3 separate regions of the Sus scrofa genome follow, and regions 2 and 3 are each linked to region 1. The links are chromatin contacts, called in public HiChIP or PLAC-seq maps. All regions are on one chromosome and are shown on one strand. Each heading gives the region's core, a stretch centred on a gene start, on an enhancer-like site or on the middle of the called end of the contact. The rest is flanking DNA. Distances are from core to core; before and after follow the strand shown.

Region 1 (3,636 bases), core at 354-2,853:
TATTACATGTGTGCAAGGCACTGGGAAAGGTAGTTTACTTACACGCTGGTAGTACTGCTAGTTACATTTTTCATCCTACTAGACAGTCTGTTAATACCAAGGAGTGACTGAAGGAAGCTGTGAGACAGGACAGTAAATTTTGAAGATCTCCTGTAAAGATCTTAATTTGCTGGCTGGAGAACCTGCCCTATAATACTCTCTTAATTATATGTGCTGTTTTCCTACCAATGAAAAATAATGTTTTTATGAGGAAATGAACAGAGAAAAAGACATTAATGAAGATGTAGCTGGCTCAGCATTTATTTCTGCAGTAGTCCACTAAATACCTGAAAATTTCCAGCAAAGTTTAGTATTTTCAATGAATAGAAACTACTCAAGAAGTAATTGCTGACTTCATGAGTAAAAGCACAAATGAGAACAAATCGTTTCCCCATTTTTCTGAAAGTCAATACTATTTCAATGTTCATTTAAGCATACTGACTAACATTCAAATTCAAATTCACCATCTATTAAATAAAAAAATTCCATCACTGTATTTTAAAATGGGCAGCATTAGGAGTTTCCTTGTGGCAGAGTGGGTTAAGGATCTGGTGGTGTCACTGCAGTGGCTCAGGTAGCTGCTGTGGCACAGGCTCAATCCCTGGCCTGGAAACTTCCACATACTGTGGGCGTGGCCAAAGAAGGGGCAGCATTATACATTTTCTAAAAAAATAAAGGCTTAACCTAGAGAAAGAATTCCTGGATGTTTCAAAAATTACCTAGATCAACGTAACTATATTCCAAAATGAAGTATTTCAATATATAAATCATGACAACTTTTCCATATTTAATTTTCAGGTAAACCATATGAAATCCTTATATAGGCAAATATTTGGGCACAAATCTATATTTGATCAGAGTTATATGAGCAGAATATCCTCCACTCCTTTGGGTATCTTTGAAAACTCATGAATTACCTAATTTCTTTACTTATGGAGAAGCTTTTCCTCCCCTTTTGTGGTTGAATATTAACAAATGTTACATACATTTTGAATGTAACTACTTGGAGAAACAAAATACTATACTACAAAGTGGGGAAATTTGTAATACACTGGGTATATCTAAGCCGAAACTTAGGAATTCTCATTACTGGCTTCATGTCTTGGCTCTTGCCACTCTCACTGAATGAGCTGGGCACATTACAAGTCACATAACATCAATGTTCCCACTCACTCTTTTAGAAAAACCACCTCAATAACATGTACCTCACAGAGACTTGCACAGTTTAATTAATGCTTATAAAGTAGTTGGAAATTCTTGTCTGAAAGAACCTAGGACCATGCTATCAGAATTAGAGACTTTATTTTGGTAGCAACCTGTTCAAACTTACAGATTTTTTTTTTTTAAAAGGGCAGGAAAGAGAGAGGGTTTTTAACATAAATGCTTGCCTATTTTCTCCATAACAATTTGTTTAAGTATTATTGGCTAACATTTGTGCCAAGCACGCTGCTGGCTACATTGAAGACGTTTAAAAATCTAGTGCCAACAAGCACAGCTGCTGGACTCTCTATGCCCTCCTCTTGTTCACTCTGTGCCAAATTACTCAAACAGCTATGAATGATGAGGCAGTGGCCTAGGAAAATGCCAAGTGTGAGTAAGATTAGTGATAAACCAGAGGATCCCTACAAAAGTCAGTGATTAGCAAGTTCCCAGTTGTAATCACTTTTCTAACCCAGCCTTTATCTCATCACTTACTCCATCTTAACTCTGCACCAACTTCCTGTGACCAGCTCAGAAGTGTAAGCATCTTCCCAATCAATAATTCCTGCAGAATTGCTAAGGCGCCAATAAAGGATCTCATTATATTTGATAAGAGCATACAGTCAGAACTGGGCAATCTGAATAGGCTTTAGAAATGACTTCTTGAGACTAGAACCCGAGATGAAATCGTCCAGGATGCAGCAACCCTTCCCCATGTTATCCATTCCTTCTCCCAAAATCAAATTCACAAGTTAAATATAAACACACAGACAAAGATGAGAAGATTTATACAAAAACAGTGCCTTTCAGCCATCACAATGCACAGAGAGAATACTAAAAAGAGGATTCAATATGAGAGTCGAATAAGTAGATAGGTAGAAATTTGGGATGAATAAACAGAAGAGGTTAAGAAAATTCATTTAATCAATTTTCATCATTTATCAAAAAATGATGCCACATATAGAATGCATACCAAGATATTCATCATACGTAGCTCAAAACCTAAATACCAATTCTCTGAGACATTTTATTTAATAATTGCTTTTTGAAATTGTATCTGAAAACATTCACATCTACATTGCACTGCTGCTGTTCCTTAGATTCGGAATTTAATGTGTTTTCCCATTTAATATCTCCATGTCTCCCCAATCTTACATTGGTAAAACTTAGAAACAAAGACATTTCATTTTTACAGCAGTTCAACAGATTACAGAACTAGGAATTATCTCTTCATCTTTGGCTGCATTTCAGGAGAAAACATGGTGCATATGTATTCTCTAAAAATAATCAAGCAGGAGTTGCCGTCGTGGCGCAGTGGTTAACGAATCTGACTAGGAACCATGAAGTTGCGGGTTCGGTCCCTGCCCTTGCTCAGTGGGTTAACGATCCGGTGTTGCCGTGAGCTGTGGTGTAGGTTGCAGATGCGGCTCGGATCCTGTGTTGCTGTGGCTCTGGTGTAGGCCGGTGGCTACAGTTCTGATTGGACCCCTACCCTGGGAACCTCCATATGCCGGGGGAGCGGCCCAAGAAATAGCAAAAAGACAAAAATAAATAAATAAAAATAATCAAGCAACCTTTGTATCTTAATGTTTATTCCATGCTTAAACAAAAAAGGATTTAAAATAATTCCATTGTTCTTTATAACTTTTTAGCCAATTTTACTAAGCCAATCCTTTAACATCTCAATCCTGTCTACTCCCCTTACCCTAAAAATAAATAAATAAAAAAAGAAAAGAAAAGAAGGTCAAAGTCACATCACCAAAAAATTTGGCTGGAGGAATAAAGAATAGCATGTTTTCCAATTATCTTGGTAATCACACACTTAAATAATCTACTCCTCCTGACATACTGTGTCTGCTTTCATCAAATTCTTGTATGAATGCTCCTCTCAAATTTCGTGCATACTACAATGATAAACAGAACATTAAGCTCATTAACGTTAATTCTCATGATTTTCTCACATCTTTCTGTATTTTGGCTGTTTAATTTAAACCATGACCTTACTAGGCAAGGTCAGTGTTTGAGTCTGTTTTTTATGGCACCCAGGGACCAGAAGGCAGATGCCACTTGTTCAGGGAACACTGGTCTGGAATTCAAGATTTGTTTTGTTTGTATGCCAGGAACAGATCCTACTCCAAGGCTCTATCTATGGCATACAGCCACGTGGAGGCAGAAAGACAGTTTAAGAGAAATGTGCTCTAAAACAGCAGATAATAAACGATCGTTAATTAGCTAGTTTCTCTTGACAGCAAGAACTGGAATAGAAAACAAGAAACTAGTCAATGGAACTGCTATCATTCACCAACTATCTGGTCAGAAACAGGGTAGTGAAATGAAACACACATGGAAATGAGAGCAAGGAGGGTCTATTCCTGTCTCTGGATGAACTAGCAGTGA
Region 2 (3,636 bases), core at 639-3,138, 150 kb before region 1:
TGACCCCAAGACAGACCCTTACCGCCCAGCCAGGGGGACTACCTGGGGGGCCGGATCTGCCCATCCCTGGGGTCTCAAGGGAGGGGAGGGGGAGTTCCCGTCGTGGCGCAGTGGTTAACGAATCCGACTAGGAACCATGAGGTTGCGGGTTTGGGCCCTGCCCTTGCTCAGTGGGTTAACGATCCGGCGTTGCCGTGAGCTGTGGTGTAGGTTGCAGACGCGGCTCGGATCCCGCGTTGCTGTGGCTCTGGCGTAGGCCGGCGGCTACAGCTCCGATTAGACCCCTAGCCTGGGAACCTCCATATGCCGCGGGAGCGGCCCAAGAAATAGCAACAACAACAACAAAAGACAAAAGACAAAAAAGACAAAAAAAAAAACAAAAAAAACAAAAAATCAAGGGAGGGGAGGGAGGGGCGTAGGAGGGAGAGGAAGCATGAACAGCCCCAGGAGAGGGATTAAAGTCAGCAGCACCCTCTCACTGTTTCCTTCCAAGCGCTCAAGCTCCAGCCCCTACTGCTTCTGCACTGGTGGCCACGCCCCCGCGCTTCGGGCACGTCCGGTCCGTGGCAGGTCAGGTGGAGTCGTTGTCTCTCCCGTGGCTCTTCTAACTGCAAATCCTGTGTACTTGGGCTCAGGTGTTCCTCCTGGCATGCGCAGTTCACGCCTCATCCTCCTAAAGAAAAACTAGACACCTTCGCTCACTCTTGCCTCTCTTTCACGGTTCCCTGCCCTTCCTCCTCCCCTTATGTGACTCCCTTCCCCAGGGGCTTCTCATCCCGGGTTTCTCCCGCAGGCCCCACTTTGTTGCCAGGCCCCACTGGGAAGATAAGAACTTCCACATTGATCCTAAGCTTTTAAAAGAGATGCTACAGAGAGTTCCCACGGTGGGGAAGCTGTAACAAACCCCACTGGTATCCATGAGGACGTGGATTCCATCCCTGGCCTTGCTCAGTGGGTTAAAATCTAGCTTTGCTGTAGGTGGCAGAGGCACCCCCACATCACACACACCCCCTTTCAGGAACCACACCAGTGCCTGGTTGGCATGGAGCTATAAAATTCTGACCCTCTCTGACCCTTTGCTGCTCTGAGGGGTCACCCAACCTCAGAATACCCAAGAAGGTCTGCTGAGATGCTCCCCAGCTACACTCCTCCCTCCACCCATGCCTCCTAGAGAAAGGAAAATTCTATGACTTTTATGTCTTGAAAGTAAGGAGGAATATTTTTTTAAAATATATGTTGGTGTAATATAAAAGAAGACAGATGTCTGAAGTTCTCACTGAAAAATTCACTCTGTTACAATACAGAGATATGTTGATTAGATTTGAATTCCAGAATTGGATTTAAGTGTTTTCAGATAAAATAGTCTAAGCCTACTTATTTGTTGGATAAGGAAGTCATAGAAAATCCTTGGATTTTTAACAGTATTACTGAGGAACTTCAGTGACAAGAATTCCTGGCATATCCTGTGACTGAAAAGGTAGCTTAGGTCTCACAGATGACCTGTTCTGCTAAAAAAATAAAATGTGTGCACGTAAAAAAAAAAAAAAAAAAAAAAAGCAAAAAACCCTCTTCCCTTTCCTTCCAGGATGTACAATCCAAGAACTCCCCTAACACCCCTCCCCCCACCCCAACCCCTGCATGGACCTCCTCTCTGGCTGGGTTGGCTTCCTGGGAACCCACTGCAGCAGAATCCCACAGGGGAAAGTGTTACCTACCCATGCAAAGCAGCAGGACAACAGTCTGGACCAGCTGGAGACCAGAGGCTAGAACACACTCTTTGTGGCCACGTAGGGCAGACTGTGTGGGCCTGGGTGTCTCCCATGTCTCTGTTTTTATCATCTGAGGAGCAGGCCTGTCGTGGCATTTTGGTTTCACAGTTGTTTTGGGACCCCTGCCAGTCAGGGCCTCTGACTGGGAGAACTTTGGCAAGACATTCACCCAACCACCCTGATCCCCCAGGTTACTCATTTCCAAGGCTTTTAAAAATAGAAGTGTGAAAACCATTTAATTGCCAAAAAGCCATGGGGTTCTGTGCTTCTGGGGCCCGGTCATGTTAGAAGGCGGCCTTGGGATATATGAGAAACACAAGTCCCTGTTTCCCCTTGCCTGTGACTCAGACGCACAGGCACACTCGGGGCCATTGTTGGGTGCCGGGTTCGAGTCACAGTTGGGCGGTGGTCATGCATAGCCATTTCTGTGCTGTAATTATGCAGGGTTGAGGGGGCTCCTGGAGCAGCCTCCTGCAACTCTAGCTTCTCCTTCAAGCCCTGAGCCATGAGCAGAGGGGATTCTCGCCCAGTAACTGATGGAGAGTCTGGGAGCCCAGACAAGTCATGAAGCCACAGCCTTGACATTTTCTGCCACTTATCTTCAAAAAGAAAACAGCAGAAACGCCTGTTGCCACGGGTCCAAGTAGGTTTCTTTAAAAAGCATTTTGAGAGCCTGGACTAAAGCAGGATAACATATCAAGAATTTACTTAAATGCAGCAATTTGGAATGGGTGATATTTTGCAGAATCGAGGCTGACGTCTACTTTGGTGGAAATGATGAGGGTGGAGTGGGCTGAGCAGATGATGGTATAAACAAGATGTCACTGCAGCCGAGAACGAGCAGGGTTTTCCAGAACTGAAAAATCTTCCATTTCCATGCACTAACTGATAAGCTAACAATAAACCATTTTCCTGTCTTCATTAAAGATCCCAAAGGAGTTTTCCTGCCTGAGATTTATCTCGCCTAACCTTCTACATGCACTTGGAGCAATAAAACTGCTTAGTTTGATAGATGTAATTCAGATTTCATTTTACTAATTGGCTGAGGCTTTCCCCACTTTAAGTGTGATAGGAAGTAGTTGGTGAAACACTACACCAGTTATTTAAAGTATTAATACATTGGTGATTTTGAAAATAACGTAAAATTATGTGTGATGATAATTTAGAAAGGGAGTGGGGTCAGTTTTGTGGATGAAATGTAATCCCAACACTAGGCTTTGTGCCCACCACGGCCACGTACTTAGAGGGTCAGTCACACTGTGCGATGTTGCCCAACTCCACACACGGATTTTGTGTCCTGCTCCCTGTCAAGGTTAAAGTATTTTGTCTGCCAGGAAGATGGTAGAGACCAAACATTCTGTCTGCTTCCCCAGCACCATCCGTCTGGGGGTTTGGATTTGATGCTTATGAAGTGTGTGTGTGTAGGGGGTGGTACTGGGAACTACTGGCATTTTTGTTCCTTTTTGCAGCAAAAAGATATTTTCTGGACCTGAGATTTGGAAATAGCCTCTTGCTTCCTCTCTTCACGGTTCCTCCTGGAAGCATCCAGGCTGAGCTGACATTTTCACACCTTAAAAATGCCTTCCCCATGGCTGTACATCTCTAAATAGGGAAGGGTACTCAGGTTTCTCGTCCTTGGCATTGAAAAATGCTTTAAAAACAAAAATCAGAAGGCCTCTGATTTGCAGAAATCTTAAGAAGTTTTCTTAATGATTTCTGGAAAAATAGCCTCTTCTACTGCTAGAGAGTAGTATCAGGCATGTGACCAGAGCCCTGTGCCCAGAAGGGCCCCACACTTGGTTTAATAGTCAGCTGTCACATGGACAAACCTTGAGGACATTATACTCAGTGGAAGAAGTCAGTCACA
Region 3 (3,636 bases), core at 429-2,928, 130 kb before region 1:
AAATGGCAAAAAGACAAAAAACAAACAAACAAACATAAAAACCCCCACTCTCATCCTGGAGCACCCTGCCACCGCCCAAGCTCGCTGGCCCTGCCACCCTTTCCTTAGGGAAGTTGGCTCACATTGCTTCCTCCTCCACAGCTGTCAATGTTCTCTCTGCTATGGCCTCCCTCCCTTCTGGTCCCATGACCCTTGGCCACCTGATGTCATCCCGGGCACCACCCAGGCTAGGCTCCATTGTCTCCCTGTCCTGCTGTCTCTCTCTAAGGTTCCCAGAGGGACTTTGCAGCCTGAGGCTGCTTCTTGGAGCTCCCTCCTGTCTCCTCTCAGACCTCACTGCTCTGGCTCAGCAGAAAACACCCTCCATCCCCCTGCAGATGTGGGGTCAGGGAAGGTTTCAGAAAGGACACTAGAATGGAATCTTTTTACTTTCCTTCCTGCCTTTCTCTCCTCCCTCTTTCAACTTAGTGTCATGAAAAACGTCAAACATCTCAAAATAAAGCACATAGCGAACTCCCATGTATCTGTCACCCAGGTTTGACAATGATCAATTCAGCCAATCCTGTTCCATCTAAACCCTTTCATCCCACCCCCACCACCCGACACTGAAGCTACTACCAGACATCCCATCATTACCTCTGCAAACAAGGCAGTATCTCTAACAGACAAGGACTTTAGAAAAACAATCACATCCAAAAAACATAAACAATTCTTTTCTTTTCTTTTTTTGTCTTTTTGTCTTTTAGGGCAGCACTGGCAGCATATGGAGGTTCCCAGGCTAGGAGTCTAACTGGAGCGCTTGCTGCCGGCCTATGGCGGCACAGCTCTCAGCAGCTTGGGATCCTTAACCCACTGAGAGATATTGAACCCGCAGCCTCATAGATGCTAGTCAGGTTCGTTAACCCCTGAGCCACGACAGGAACTCCTTTTTTTTTTTTTTTTTTTTAGCGATTATTTTCTTAACGGCCATTTTTTGATTTGTTGCACCCATGGTTTGCTTCTGTCAGGTGGGTTAGAAAGTGCCCCCTGGGTGCCATGTACCTCTGAACACATCAGTTAATTCTCATAACTGTTATGTGAACTAATATGATTATAAATTATCCCCATTTTATAGAAGAGGAAACTGAAGTTCAGAAGGGTTAAATTTTGTTTTGTTTTGTTTTGTTTGTCTTTTTAGGGCCGCACCCGCAGCATATGGAGGTTCCCAGGCTGATGGAGAGGGTCGAATTGGAGCTGAAGCGCCGGCCTACACCACAGCCACAGCAACGTGGGATCCAAGCTGCTTCTTTGACCTACACCAGAGCTCACAGCAAGGCCTGATCTTTAACCCACTGAGCGAGGCCAGGGATCATACCGGAGTCTTCATGGTTAACAGTCGGGTTTGTTAGCCTCAAGAGGAACTCTCTGGAGGGGTTAAGTTTGGATTGGCCAAATCTCACAGCTGTTAAGTCATAGGTTCCTCCTTCGTCCAGCTGTCCCCCCACCACCCGCCAGTCCTCACTGGAAAGCTCTAGAAATGCTTTGTAATAGAGTAAGATGACACCTGCTTCCCGGCTGCAGGAAACCGGATCATTTCACTACTTCTACTCAGGTCTCAGGGTGATTAGCCTCTCCTCATCCAACCTTTCTCGAAGTCTAGGGGAGCTGAATTCTCCCCTGCTGGCAGCCTCAGCCCCCAGGGGGCAGTGCAAGCCTAGAGCAGGCACTTCAAAGCATCCTGCTTAATTGCACCTTCCAGTGTGTTGCTAGGGAGGATGCAAAGCAAAGAAACTAAAAGCATATCCTTGCATTAAGGCACCCCCTCCTCAGCACTCTTTGTGCTCAGGGGCTGGCCAGGAGTAGGCAGGAGGCACTCAGGTGCTGGGACGTGTTTACCTGCTTCTTCCTCGCCTTCCTGCACCCCCCGCCCCCGGACAGAATAGTTGCTTTGTGTTTTCTTTCCTTTCTTCCTGCCCCTAATTAGGGATTATGCTTGGGAATCAAGCTAATTAATCTCTGCCAGTTGGGGTGAGATCAAGCTCCTCGCACTATCAGTGTTGATCAATACCTCCCTGATGACAGAGTCTGGAAAACAACCCTGCTCTTTTCAGCGCAGGCTTTAATGAGGGGGAGGTGAGATGGCCTGGGGGCGGTCTGACGTGCATGGGTGTGGTGGCTCAGCCTGAAATGATGGAGGTGTCAGGAGGGGCCCCTGGGACTGGAGCCTGAGTGTGCGGTGGTCCCACAGGCAGGACATCCTAATGCCATGGCCCTGCAAGGCAGGGGCTGGAGTTCATTGCTGGGCCGCTTTGAAACTTACCCAAGTTCACTGAACTGAGTGTGGTTGCTGGGAGTAACCAGACGACAGAGAAAATGCACCATGGTTGATGGTTGGGTGTATTTCAGGACAAGAGCCTGTCCCCAGCACTGGTCCAACCAGGACCAGCTGTCCAGGAGAAAAGACTCAGGCTTGTAGGAAAGGTCCCAAAAAAGGCCAGAGAAATAGGAGAAAGCAACAATTATCAAAGGGCTGCAAGGGATAGAAAAGGAAGACCTCACCCTGGGAGCAGGGGAAAAGTAGTTTCTTTGGAGCGTCTAAAAAACCCCATGCTGTCTCTGGGGGTCCTCACAGCCTAGGCAGATGAGAGCTTCAGAGATACACCAGTGGTCCTGTCCTCCAGAGGGGAAGACATGGTTGAGTATCTTCCCAAAACTATCAAGAAACCACAGAAGGAAAAAGTATTAAATGAAAGAAACTGAACTTGAAGGAACTCAGGATGTTACACCTTCAGGTCTTTAAGACCTTTCCATCAGGTCTATACATATATGTGTGTATATATATACACACACCCATCTGTGTATATATATGTATATATATAAAATATATCAAATATATTAAACGAGCTCAAATCCCACATCAAATAGCAATTTTATTTTGCCATAAACATTTGAGGAGTTCCCTTGTGGCTTAGCGGAAACAAATCCAACTAGTAACCACGAGGATACTGGTGCAATTCCTAGCCTCGCTCAGTGGGTTGTGGATCAGCATTGCCGTGAGCTGTGGTATAGAGGTCACAGATATGGCTTGGATCTCGCGTGGTTGTGGCTATGGCATAGGCCGGCAGCTATAGCTGATAAAACCCTTAGACTAGGAACTTCCATATGCTGAGGGTACGTACAGTCCTAAAAAAAAAAAAAAAAAAAAAAAAGGTTTTGAAATGACTTTTTTTTTTTTTTTTTTTTTTTTTTTTTTTTGCTTTTTAGGGCGACACACACGGCATATGGAAGATGCCAGTCTCGGAGTTGAATCAGAGCTGTAGCCGCTGGCCATGGCCACAGCCATAGCCATAGCACCTTGGGATCTGAGCCGAGCCTGCAACCTACACCACAGCTCACGGCAACACCAGATCCTTAACCCACTGAACAAGGCCAGGGATTGAATCTGAAACCTCATGGTTACTAGTTGGATTTGTTTCCACTCCCATGAACATGCAGGTACAGGGCAGAGGTAAGCACTCCTGAGGCTGTGGGCAGCATAGGGAAACACCTCAAAACAAAGCCAAGTGACCACAAAGACCTTGTGGACTGTCCACTGACCCACAAGGCAGGGACTAACACCAGGTCCGGTGAAGACCACCAGAATGCTAAGCACAGCAA

The links. HiChIP or PLAC-seq counts read pairs in DNA pulled down with a chosen protein or histone mark.
Region 2: an H3K27ac HiChIP or PLAC-seq map of skeletal muscle shows a contact between it and region 1. The contact joins two enhancer-like sites. A contact is called at or near these places in 6 of 47 Hi-C or Micro-C datasets (embryonic fibroblasts, fibroblasts, mesenteric adipose tissue and 3 more) and 1 of 2 datasets of contacts at active chromatin or transcription factors (skeletal muscle).
Region 3: a contact with region 1 is called in an H3K27ac HiChIP or PLAC-seq map of skeletal muscle. The contact joins two enhancer-like sites. A contact is called at or near these places in 19 of 47 Hi-C or Micro-C datasets (brain, embryonic fibroblasts, epiblast stem cells and 10 more) and 2 of 2 datasets of contacts at active chromatin or transcription factors (alveolar macrophages and skeletal muscle).

What each region holds. Positions count from the first base shown.
Region 1 is chr1:114,811,143-114,814,778 of Sscrofa11.1, forward strand. All of the region lies in intron 5 of TCF12 (transcription factor 12), which reads right to left. Among named protein-coding and RNA genes, the nearest start is that of CGNL1, 180 kb to the left of the region's middle. Within about 2 kb of position 1,604, at least 13 of the 83 cell types and tissues checked have an H3K27ac peak or open chromatin away from gene starts, as enhancers often do. A contact at or near this core is called in skeletal muscle, where this site is marked.
Region 2 is chr1:114,659,108-114,662,743 of Sscrofa11.1, forward strand. No RefSeq gene overlaps it. Among named protein-coding and RNA genes, the nearest start is that of CGNL1, 33 kb to the left of the region's middle. Within about 2 kb of position 1,889, at least 10 of the 83 cell types and tissues checked have an H3K27ac peak or open chromatin away from gene starts, as enhancers often do. A contact at or near this core is called in skeletal muscle, where this site is marked.
Region 3 is chr1:114,677,728-114,681,363 of Sscrofa11.1, forward strand. No RefSeq gene overlaps it. Among named protein-coding and RNA genes, the nearest start is that of CGNL1, 51 kb to the left of the region's middle. Within about 2 kb of position 1,679, at least 13 of the 83 cell types and tissues checked have an H3K27ac peak or open chromatin away from gene starts, as enhancers often do. A contact at or near this core is called in skeletal muscle, where this site is marked.